Linked DNA regions of Anas platyrhynchos: region 2 is linked to region 1. Evidence: chromatin contacts called from public Hi-C data. All regions are on one chromosome and are shown on one strand. Each heading gives the region's core, a stretch centred on a gene start, on an enhancer-like site or on the middle of the called end of the contact. The rest is flanking DNA. Distances are from core to core; before and after follow the strand shown. Region 1 overlaps ACYP2 (acylphosphatase 2). Region 2 overlaps EML6 (EMAP like 6).

Region 1 (5,700 bases), core at 1,402-3,901:
TACTCTGGGAATTGTGTACACAAATTTGTATTTGTGCTTTTGCAACTGGCTGTTGCCCATGCTACACTTTGTTTGGCTGGGAAACTGCTTGAGCTGTATTACTCAGCTTTGGAGATAAAAAAAATTGATCCTTGTTGCTTGTCCCAAATATCACTTGATGTCTACTTATGCTTAAAAAAAATCAAACAAAGAAAAACAACAAGCACAAACACCACCACCAACCAACCAACCAACCAAAACGCATAGACTGTGGTCAGCTTCATGAAAGTTGAGGCAGACAGGGTTCCCATGATACATTGGAAAATGACTGCTGTGCCCTCAAAATCCCACTGATGTTAAATGGTACAATGTGAAAAACCTGATAGGCTGTAGTTAGTCAGGGCCCTATTCTGCCTCATTACCAGGTAAGAGATTCCCACTGCCTAGGAGTAGACAGTAAAATTAAGCAATAAAGCCAGGGAGTGTGAGTATTAATGTAAAAATAGAACACCATAGCATGGAGAGGAACTGACTGGCACAGTGTCACAGGAAGCATCTTGCAAACCATCCAAGTTGTTTCCCAGTTCCTGGTCCACGATTTCACCACTCTATTCTTCTTGTCTTTCTTGTCCTCTGTAGCTTAAAACAAAACCATTCAACCTATTTCTTTGCTATTAATGAGAAAACCAATGCCTTTGTAGTTTTTGCATGATAGAAATGAAGTGGTTATGTATACCAGCTGTCAATTTTTCTTGTTAAGTGCTAGTATTGATAATAATTAATTGGATAATTACACAGAAATTTTCTTTTTGGCTAGTGTCCATATGGACAGTATAGGCAGGAAACTCAGCCCCGGCAGTGGGGAGTGGAACATACAAGCAATACAAGCAATTAATTGTTTCAGTGAGCACTTGTAAACAAGGTCAGCTCAGCAGGCGTTTGGGAAATCTCTTATGAAATGTGATGCTGTCTTCATTATCCTTCTAAAGGGTTTTGGTGTAAGACCAAACCAGCAGGCAGGATTTCTCTGCTAGGCTGTTTAAGCACATACAACAGGTTTCTTGGGACTTTCAAGATCCAGGGATAAATATTTAAAAGCAAAGAAAAAACTGGACCTGTACTCTTTTCTTTGGGGAAAAAAAAAAGTTTTTCATCTTAAAGCTGTTCCTTTGCCTGGGACAAAGGAACACAATTATTCACTGAATCTAGGCTAACAAAAATCCATTTAAGTTAGTGCCTGGGTTATAATTTCTAAGCTATTATTAAAGGAGTCTTTCCTATTATTCCCAACCAGAAATATGTAGGGGGCTGACAACCTAAATATTGAGCCCCATGCGTCATGAGAAATACTGGATATTTTATTTTATGTTGGGAGCAATCAAAAGACTTAAACTCTCTCTAAGCTTTCTACTTGTCAATCATGGAAGGTGTGCCTGCTGGAGATGAGGGGGAATTGCAAAGCATGGAACACATGGGAGCTGGGCACGAAGCAGCCCATTGGTGGGAGAAGTGCCAGTGCTTGCTCTGCGATGTTGTGCCGCCATGTGGGGTGGGTACGGAGGGAATGCTGGCACTGCAGGGGCTGCTGTGGCCTGGGCAGGGATCCCACCTGCCAGGGACCTGTCTGGCGCCTTTCTCCTGGCAACAGTGCCCCTAAGGCTAAAGGCTGTGTGCTACAGGCTCTGCTCTTCTGGGCCCTCCCAATGGAGAAAATGAAGTTCATGGCTTTAGCTGGAGTCCTGCATGGAAACTTGTCTACTCCCAAAGGGATTGTGTCACTGGGAACGTGACTCCCCGCAGAAAGGCATAAAAGGTCTGTTACTGTGTGCTTTGGAAACAGAACTTATTTAATGCTTCAAATGTTTTACCAACTAACGTGGCTATCAAAAGCTATGGCATTAATCTTGAAATGGATAGCTTCTGTATGAACATGGAGCTCAGGTGTCTCTAGCAGGACTGTTGGTGCAAGGGCCTGTCTGTGCATATTTCCCTGACTGAAGCATGACAGTTGTTATGGGAAACATGTTTGCCTTGCTCTGTTCATCATCTGTTCAAAGGTTTGGCATGTGCTGTTGAGATACAGGGCACTTGACAAAAACAGCATTTTTTTCCCTCAGTTTTACCAGGTGATGTGTTGTCAAACCCAGTATTCTTTTGGAAGAAAAGGGAGAGAAATGGCACAGTACTGAAGGCAATAAAAATGTAGTGCCTCTGGGCGATGTGAGTCTGTCCCAGGGTAGCCAAGTGTTTGTTTACAGCAGTGGTTTCCCTAGTAGGGGGTTGCTTGCTGCTGACCTTAGAGAAAAACCTCAAAGGACGAAGTGGGAAAGGACAGGGAATTTATAGTACTTTGAATAATGCATTGTTGTCAAAGTATATCTGATATGTAGCGAGTGTAAATTTTTAGCAGCTGTCAGTAGGTAGAAATAAGTTCTCTGATCGACACCTCCTAAAATATAATCCAGAATTGTCATGTTCAGCTGGTCCCAAGATCAGGCAAATCCACAAGTGAAAGCTGGCAGCAGTGAAATGAACATGAAGGGGGTGACACAGGCTTGCCCGAGGCTGGGATGCACAGTCCTTTTTGAGCTCCTGTTGGTGGCTTGTTTAGAACACGTTGATTGGTAACCCGCTTCTCTCAAACAGCTTCCTTGCTCTTAAAGCAGGGTAACCTGCAGTGGCTTCTGGAACTAATCTCAAGGCCATAACTAAATACAGGAGTCTGAAGTGGAAGAGCTGTGCATATTTCCCTCCAGCATGCTTTGTTTAGCAGGCAAGCATAACATGTTCTCTTCATTGTTCATGCAGTCATCTCGGTCTCTATAGCAAACTGCACCTTTAAAAATAAGTTCCTACATAATTAAAGAAAAAAATGGTTGTCCTTAACTGTGTAACATAAATCTGTTACCTTATTTAACACAAGCATTTATGTTTTAATAGGTAGTATTTAAGAAAATTCTGCTTAATTCTTAACAGATGAAGTACTCTGATAAACGCTGCCACAAAAGAAGTTGTTAGTTCTGGTTCTATAGCCAGGTCAAAGAAAGAGTAAGGCAGGAGAACCAAGCACTAAACGATGTTGTCCTTGATTCTGTCACTTCACAGCAGAAGAGGAGCTGTCTTTATACCAGCAGACATGGAAATCCTTGAACACTTTTGCCTTCCCAGTTGCTCTGGCCCCACTACAGCTTGGCAGAAAACACGATTTCTCTTGTGGCTATCTAAAAGTTTTGGCTGCTTGTACTGCTGTAGTGGTACAAACTGACTGGAGGACAGAAACTCTTCCCCATGAAATATAAGCAATCCAAAGATATTTACAAATAAAGGAGAGGCTACTCTCATAAATTGAGGGTTTTCTCAAAGCATACAGATCTTGATGGAAAGTTTCTTTTTTCACCTTTCATAAAGAAAAAAGAAGTAGAACTTTGAGGATAACAGCTGTAACTTAAGCTCTATATAAAGAGGGCCGTTCCTCAAGCAAATAAACTTTGATATGTTTTAGGTTTGAATTTGGTGAATAAAATAACTTTATGGAGATCAACAGGCTGTTCTGTGAAGCTTGTCTTCAGGCACACTGACTGCTTAATTCAGTAATGACCCAGTGATCGTGTCTTGCTTGACTGTATTGCCAACTAAGATTTTTGTGACAGTACTTCACCTCTTTTCTTAAAGCCTCAGTCCTTGGTACAAACTTATGTAGGAATTGAATTTCTGTTTATAAAAATAAATAAAATGTTCCCAGCCTTGCATGTCATAGAAAAATAAGCTCTGTTAAGATGATGCCAAAACCCAAAGGCAATCAAAGACTGAATTTTATTTGAAAGATCTCATATGATTTTTCCTGGTCATCTGATTTTTCTGGCACTTGATTAATCAACCTGGATGTGTGGGATTAGCAATAATGTTTAGTGAAAAGAGGACAGTAAGAGCATTAGGAATAGTTTCCAGCTGTTTCTTGTTCTGTGCTGTAGGTTCAGTGCACATTTTGTTGCTCCAAACACTTGATATCTAGCTGTGCAAGTAATGCCAAGATATGTTTGTCTTATTACGCTGTGTCTGATTATAGCAATGCTAATGACAAATGAGGAAAAGCAGATCCTGAATCCATGTTCATAATAGCTGGATTAATTGAATTCTGAATTGGTTTTCTGGAGTATGTTGAGCCCGAGCTATACCTGAACCTAGCGTGGGCCCCCTGAATTTCTTGGCCTCACAGCAAAGTGAAAACGCAGTATGGTGAATGCAGTTCGTGAACCCATAATATACAGAGGGTGTATCAACTGCTTCATGGCCAGAGACTCTCTGCAGAGTGAGGATTTCATGTCGCTTGGGGCTCTGTTTACTTTTTTCTTCCATTCAGTATTGCTTTCTACTATTCCTTTATTTACCTCCTGCAGTCTTTCTTTGAATGCTGGAGTTCTTGTATTGTGGGATATATGGAAGCATGCAATTTGTGTTTTTTTTTTTTTTTTTTTTTTTTTGTGGTATCTATCTGCCTGTAGATGCTTACAAATACAAAATCTCTTGATTTGTCATGTTGAAACTGATCTTTAAACTGCCTGTGTCTAGTGAAACAATAGATGCAAATAGATGCATATAGAATAAGGATGCCAGGGAAGGAATTGGAGAATCAGAATTAGAGTGAAGAGGAGAGAAACTGGTTTTGCTAGGAATAAATGTTAAAAATAACATTATGAACGACAGAGTGCACGTCTAACATGTAAGTTTTGGTGAATGGAATCAAGTAAATCTGCAGAAACTTGCTTCCTAGACCTGACAGATGCTACAAGCAACTTTTTCGTTCCAAAAAAACATTCTTTTAATTTGTTTCCCGAGTAGTTCCTGTTGGGTACAGTAACGGATTTCTATCAGGTGTTTTTCCAGTTAGTTTCATATCGTTGGGTTGCTAGCACAAAGGAAAAATTGTCAAGTTATGGATTTTTCCCTTAGGGTCTGTTTGCTTGTACAGTTACTGAAAATCATTTGTTTGGGAAGCAAACATGGATATGTTTGAGATAGGCAAGGTCTTCAGTGTCGAGCAAATTCTTTTTAGCTTTCTCTTCAGAAATCCGTAGGATATACTCAGTGCCAAGAAACTTTTCCAGTTGACTTGATGTGTACACTATAGTTACTGTCAGGAAAGTTTTCTTTCAGTGTGTAGACTCTTTCCTGTTGTATCCTTGCAAAAATGGCACTGTGAGTCACTCAGTTTCATTTCTCCAAATACATGTACAGTTTGCAGAGCCTAATCTTTAACTTAGCACTCACTTCTGACTCGTACAAGCTTCCCTAGAGCCTTAACTTTTCCTGAGTAAAATGGAGCATTGATTTCTGGTGATATCCACAGTATTAGAATTAGTTTTTTTTTTTTTTTTTTTTTTTTTTAACGATTAGCATTCAGAATCAATGTCAAACTAGGAAGTCAGATTTACTTTTGAAACAATGAATTGTGGTAATTACATATCAGTACAACAGGTTATCAGAGCACAATGTGATAACCAGTGCTTTTGGATTAATATGAATTAAAAATTGAAGTAATAGTTGGAAATATTGAATCAAATGGGGGAGAACTTTCACTTTAGGTGCTTGTATGTTCCATGTATTACTATTACTGTTGCTAGGTATTAGTTTGGTGATAATGTTAGATGATGAATGCAGCATAATAAAACACTGTATTGAAGGACTCGAATGGAATTGAATGTGGACAGTCACTCAAATATA
Region 2 (5,698 bases), core at 2,590-5,089, 320 kb after region 1:
AAGTGTACTGAAGGAAATGCTATTTACTGAAAAACAAATGATTAAACAGAATATTCACTTCTGTATTTTCAGCTGGGAAGCATCTAACTAGCAAAGATGAGATCAAAGGAATTCATTGGGCCTCATGGACCTGTGTTATAGGATCTGAAGTAAATGGTATTTGGCCAAAATATACAAACGTTACAGATGTCAACTCTGTGGATGGAAACTACAATAGCTCAGTGTTAGTGACTGGAGATGATTTTGGACTGGTTAAGTTGTTCAGATTTCCATGCCTAAAGAAAGGTAAGACAGTATTTTGTATTTCTGAAGAATGTGATGTTTGTTTAATGCTGTATCAGTGTATTTTCTGAGAGAGACTTTAAATTCAGGTGTATAACTCAAGTTAGTGTGAGTACAATTCACATTAGTATTATTGGACATAATTATGAGATTTTAACCCGCTTTGTATCTAGCAATTTCCTGCCAATGTGTATGTACTTGTTCAGAATATCTAGTTTAGCATGTGCTTACGCTAATACTATATTGTCATCCAAATTTATGCCAGTAATAATTTCAGAAACTAGTAGGGCTTCACTGTCTATTAGTATGTGTCAGCGTAGCTCTGTGTGGGCTATTTACTTCATATTTGTAGTAGGCTGTGAATTTTTTAACATAGGTTGTTTCCTCGTTAATTGCACTGTACCACACATAAAGCCAATAAAACTAAATATGATAACCTTTTGGCTTTCTATGATCTTCAGTGTTTAAGTTGATATTATATAAGTATTATTTTTTGATAGTGCATTTGAATAAATGTATGTAGTTTATTTTTATAATTCATACCAGTATTAATGTCCATAAAGATGAAAATTTAACCCTATCTGTAGCTACTACCTCCTGCCAAGATTTAAGTATTTTTCTGAAAACTGAAGTGACCATATTGTTACTTTATAACATGTATTTTATATTAAAATTATAATTAGCATCACAATATCAAAACAGACATTTAAGTATTTTTTGTAGCTTTCTTTTCAGTTTCAGTTGGAAAGCCTGCCTTCATTAGTTACCATGTTAATTTTGTTTTTCTTCTTACATATTAACAGTTCTATTTTTCACTTTAGGAGCTAAATTTAGAAAATATGTTGGTCATTCAGCACATGTAACCAATGTCCGATGGTCCCATGACTTTCAGTGGGTTTTAAGTACAGGAGGTGCTGATCACTCTGTCTTTCAGTGGCGATTTATCCCTGAAGGGATAACAAATGGCATCCTCGAAACAGCTCCACAAGGTAAAAGTGATCTCTTCTAAATTATTTATTAAATAGGATAACAGAGAATGCAGCAATTATGCAAAAGCTTTTATTGAATTAGCAGAAAAACATTTTTTTTATTGCAATTCCATGGAATGACATCGACTCAGTATGTCTGTGACAGTTTTACTTCTTACAGGCAACCATTTCTTTCTGCAGTGTGCTATGTTGTATGTTTAAGAATACACAAGTAGTATTTGCCAAAGCGTATAAAAAAACAGCTTAGATGGAGATAACTAGATCAAATTCAGTTTTCAGAATTAGCCATCTAACTTGCCTTCAGAAGCCTGACTGCACACATTGAATTACTTACATTTGCAATGCAAATTCACGCTTTTATTATATGTGATAGATTTTCCTGCTATATCCATGATATTTAAAATATTTTACAAAAGCCATACAAACTATGGCAGTTGCTGAAAATTTGATTGCCCTCAACACAAGGGCAAAAATTCACTCTACCTACGTAATTGGTAAAATGCTTATGTTATAGCAAATCTTTTTATACATGGAAAGTGATCACACTGAAAGATTTTATTTACCATTTCTGTATGTACTCACTCCAGTGCCTATTAATAACACATTCTTTAAGATGATGGAAATGTGCTAGTAACTACTTACTTACTCTTTTTCCCTCTGCCACCATCCCGTCCCAGGCATTGAAATAGGAGAAACAGAAATGAAACCTGATGCACTCAGTCAGCCCATAAGATTTTTACAAGCTGCTTATTTTTCCAAAGTTGTTGAATACTAGTTTGCATATAGTCTAAATTATAATAAAAACGTCACATACTATTTCCTTGTAATTAGATGTCTGTTATATATGAATTATTTTTATGCAGAGGGTGGCATTGATTCCTACAGTGAAGAGTCAGATTCAGATTTATCTGATGTGCCAGAGTTAGATTCTGACATTGAACAGGAAGCTCAAATCAACTATGATCGCCAGGTGAGTAGAAATTAATACGTTGTGCCAATTGCCTGACAAGTTATCATGAGTATTCAGTAAAGATGAGTAAAAGAAGCTTGCAGCTAATTCATGAGCCTACTGTAAGAAGATTATTTTGACAGTATTCTGCTGATTATGCAATAAATATAAATAAAACCAGTTTATTTATCTGTGGATGAGAATTTGAAAGGGTTGGAAGAAAAATACATTGGTGTATATATAATTATATATTGAAATAAGAAAATATCTTATAGAGCACAAAGTTAAACATTTTGTGAGAGCTTATCACTACTTCCATTCCTATGATGTGTGCTAATGAAGACAGTTCAAATCAGATTCAGAAATTTAATTTGTAAAATAGAGATGATGGAGTTTTCCTATGACTTCTGCATATTCAAAGCAGAATAATCCTCTTAATGAATATGAAGCCTGTACAATACATTTATTTATGACAGATTATTTTTATTACCAATGACAAAATGTCCAAGAATTAAAATCTCTCTAGTTTATGAGAACAAAGTAAAACCAGTCTTTACTGATCACTTAATACACTGAATTTTCTTTCTGTTTTCAATACAACTACTTTCTTAGATAAATTAAAATAGATTGCTTCCATGCAAGAGAAAAACAAATCAAATGAGCAGTCTTTTCTGCATTGATTTTTTTCAGGAACTGTAGTATGACGTTCCACTCTTTAACCTGATCTTTCGATGTTGATTTATAACACATGTTCTATTATTTTAATTAAAATTTAAAAAAATGTAATGAGTATTCCTTTAGCTTTGATTTTTAAAGCGTTTGGAATTCTGTTAAATTTTAATTGAACTTTATAGAATGATTTATCCTGGCTCATGTTCTGTCTGTGCATGAAACTGATTCTGCTTTGGCCAGTGTCATTAAGTATTATTTAGAATCCTGTTGATTACTTTCCTTAACAGGAGAAACAAATAAGAGTTTGGAATTGTCTGATTCAGATCCACTTATTTGCAAAGTTGAAACAACGTACTGTTTCTATATAAAAACCTATTTCATTAACACAGTTGAACAAAAATGTTGTATCTTCACTTCAAGTATCAAGTTCTACTCAGTGAACAACAGAAAAACAAAACTCACTGTTCTCTATCTCTTGCAATCATGCTCCAGGTGCTTCCCTTACGTTCTCGATGGACTCCTGTTGATCTCTCTCCTGATAATTTGTCAACTTCTGAGTTTGCCATTCACTCGACCTCAGTCCTTAATGAAAATGTTCTGTTACATAGCTTAGCTTCTTCCTGTTTTTATATGAGCTCCGTGTTTCGAATAGTGGCTTCTATACCTTAAAAATATCATAACAATTTCTATTCATCTTGAATAAATGATGTCTCCCAATACCCTTCAGCTCTGATAAAGGCCTGACCATGTACCCCAATTGATCCAGACTTGGATCTTGGGTCTTGGCTTGATTTAGGGCCTCCTACATCACATTTACCAATGTCTGGCAACTACTGGGCTGTGGCTTTGTGAGCTCTGGCAGTCAGTTATGGTAGCTGTCCCGGGTTACTGTCTCCAGAGCAGATTCTGACTTGCTGACTCAATGTGTCAGCTTGACCTTGGATCTGCATTGTCACTGTAGGCTTGTCTGGTGATCAGGAGTCTTGGCTGAATTTACTAAGTGCTACGTAAACACTGATCTTTTTATCAGTCTGTGACGTCGGAGGGTGCTATTATCTTTGTTTTGAAGACAAGGAAACATTCATACCAAATGGTTTGCTTGCTCTTCTGATTTTGGCTTCCATTTTAAAATACTTGAGACCTGATTTTTCAGGAGTCATTATCATTGTGAGTAGACTATTAATTATCGCCTTGACATGTTACCTTATCAATTTCAATGGTGAAAGGTCAAAATTTCCACAGACCAGAACTAGAATCTCAGACTAAGTGCCCAAAGCATGCAAAATACACAAGGAACTTCCAGTTTGTTTGAGTGACTTCATGGCTGCATGTAGCTGCTCTCTAGAGCGCTGATGGGGTCACCCTCTAACATTCTAGACTTTAGGAAAAGGGCTATCTTTTGTCTTCTCACCACACTTTCTAGATCCTGTATTATGTGATGTAGGTCCTTCAGACAGCAGCTTATTCTACCTGTTTATTATAGCGATCTATTTTGCTTGCCAAGTGAAGCAGAGGTTTGTCAAATTTTCTCTCCACCATTTCATTTACTCCAAGTCTGTCTGGAGTGCTTGTTCCAGCCTCCTCCTCCTCCTCCTGATTCTCCCTCTGAATTCAAATCAGACATCCTCCTCCTCCACACTGTCTATGTGTCAAAAAGGACGTCTGGAATTAAAACCTGAAAATGGAAAAAATAGTTTTAGGCAGTTAAACTGTAATATTTCACACAGGCTAATGTATGACAAAGCTAGAAGCAACTTAAAATAGGATTTATACAGGAAATGTGAGACAACATCAAGCATATAAGCTGCACTTAGAAGAAAATCACTCTTTAGAGGAAATAATTTACAAAAGCACATGGAGACTTAAAAACACGGATCTTATTTTGAGACGTGGATTTGTTCTTCTTTTTTAAAAAATTTGTGGCTGAAGCAGTGTAAAGACTTCTGCGTATTCAGATGCATTAGAAAATGATACTCCTGGTATTCTTTTTTATTGGCAGCATTCACTGAGGAGGTAAATGGATGAGAACACTAAGGACAAAATACATTTCATATGAGTGACAGACAAAATGTGTTAAGGTTCTATTTAGCTACCATATCAAAAACCCATCTCAAGTTATATGAACGTTGTTCTGGTAAATATCCAATACTCTATCTCTGCAGTCACATATGTTTCTGTGGAGTTGAAATTTTCATTGTCCTTTTGGGGGAAGAGAAAAAAAAGGCAAACAAAAAAAGAAATGTGGGGACAGAAAACAAACAATAAGGCTGTATGTCAGCGTTATAATGGATTTTGTTTAGTGCCACGGCTTTCAAGAGGCTTCAAACATCTTCAGCATCCTCAAAGAATGTCATAATTTCTGAAAAATGTAGATGCATGGTAATTTGTGACTTTAGTTTTGTCTATAGGGCTGTAATTGTGCTTCACAATTCTGGACACAATGGCAAATCACTTAAGTGCTGTTGGTTTGTGTGTATTTCACCATAATCCCTAGCTAGAATTAGTTCATTATGTCCAGCTTTGACTGTGTACACTGAAATACATATGAAGTTAAAAAGACACTTAGAGACTTAAAAAGTGTTTGTCAGTATTTTAAATCCTTTTCATTAAGTGGCATCTTGTAGAAAAAGTACGTTCTTATGATGCTACTCCAGAGTGATGTTCTGAGCCCCTCATGTGTCAGGGCACATGAAATGTTTTCCTATCTGGAAAACATTTATTATCAGAAGTTCTGCAGGGATGGATAATGACTTGCTCTTTGTTGTAACAGATGAACATCACATTAACAGTATATCAAGTTGTAATA

The links. Hi-C and Micro-C count contacts between places; a contact is called where the count stands out from the background.
Region 2: a Hi-C map of liver shows a contact between it and region 1, with 4 times the contacts expected there. The contact joins two enhancer-like sites. A contact is called at or near these places in 2 of 8 Hi-C or Micro-C datasets (liver and subcutaneous adipose tissue).

The regions. Positions count from the first base shown.
Region 1 is chr3:4,051,255-4,056,954 of IASCAAS_PekinDuck_T2T, forward strand. All of the region lies in intron 3 of ACYP2 (acylphosphatase 2), which reads left to right. Among named protein-coding and RNA genes, the nearest start is that of ACYP2, 11 kb to the left of the region's middle. Within about 2 kb of position 2,652, at least 2 of the 8 cell types and tissues checked have an H3K27ac peak or open chromatin away from gene starts, as enhancers often do.
Region 2 is chr3:4,365,867-4,371,564 of IASCAAS_PekinDuck_T2T, forward strand. EML6 (EMAP like 6) reads left to right here. Exons shown (of 41, transcript XM_038175865.2): 10 at 73-285; 11 at 1,104-1,271; 12 at 2,135-2,241. Among named protein-coding and RNA genes, the nearest start is that of EML6, 72 kb to the left of the region's middle. Within about 2 kb of position 3,840, at least 2 of the 8 cell types and tissues checked have an H3K27ac peak or open chromatin away from gene starts, as enhancers often do.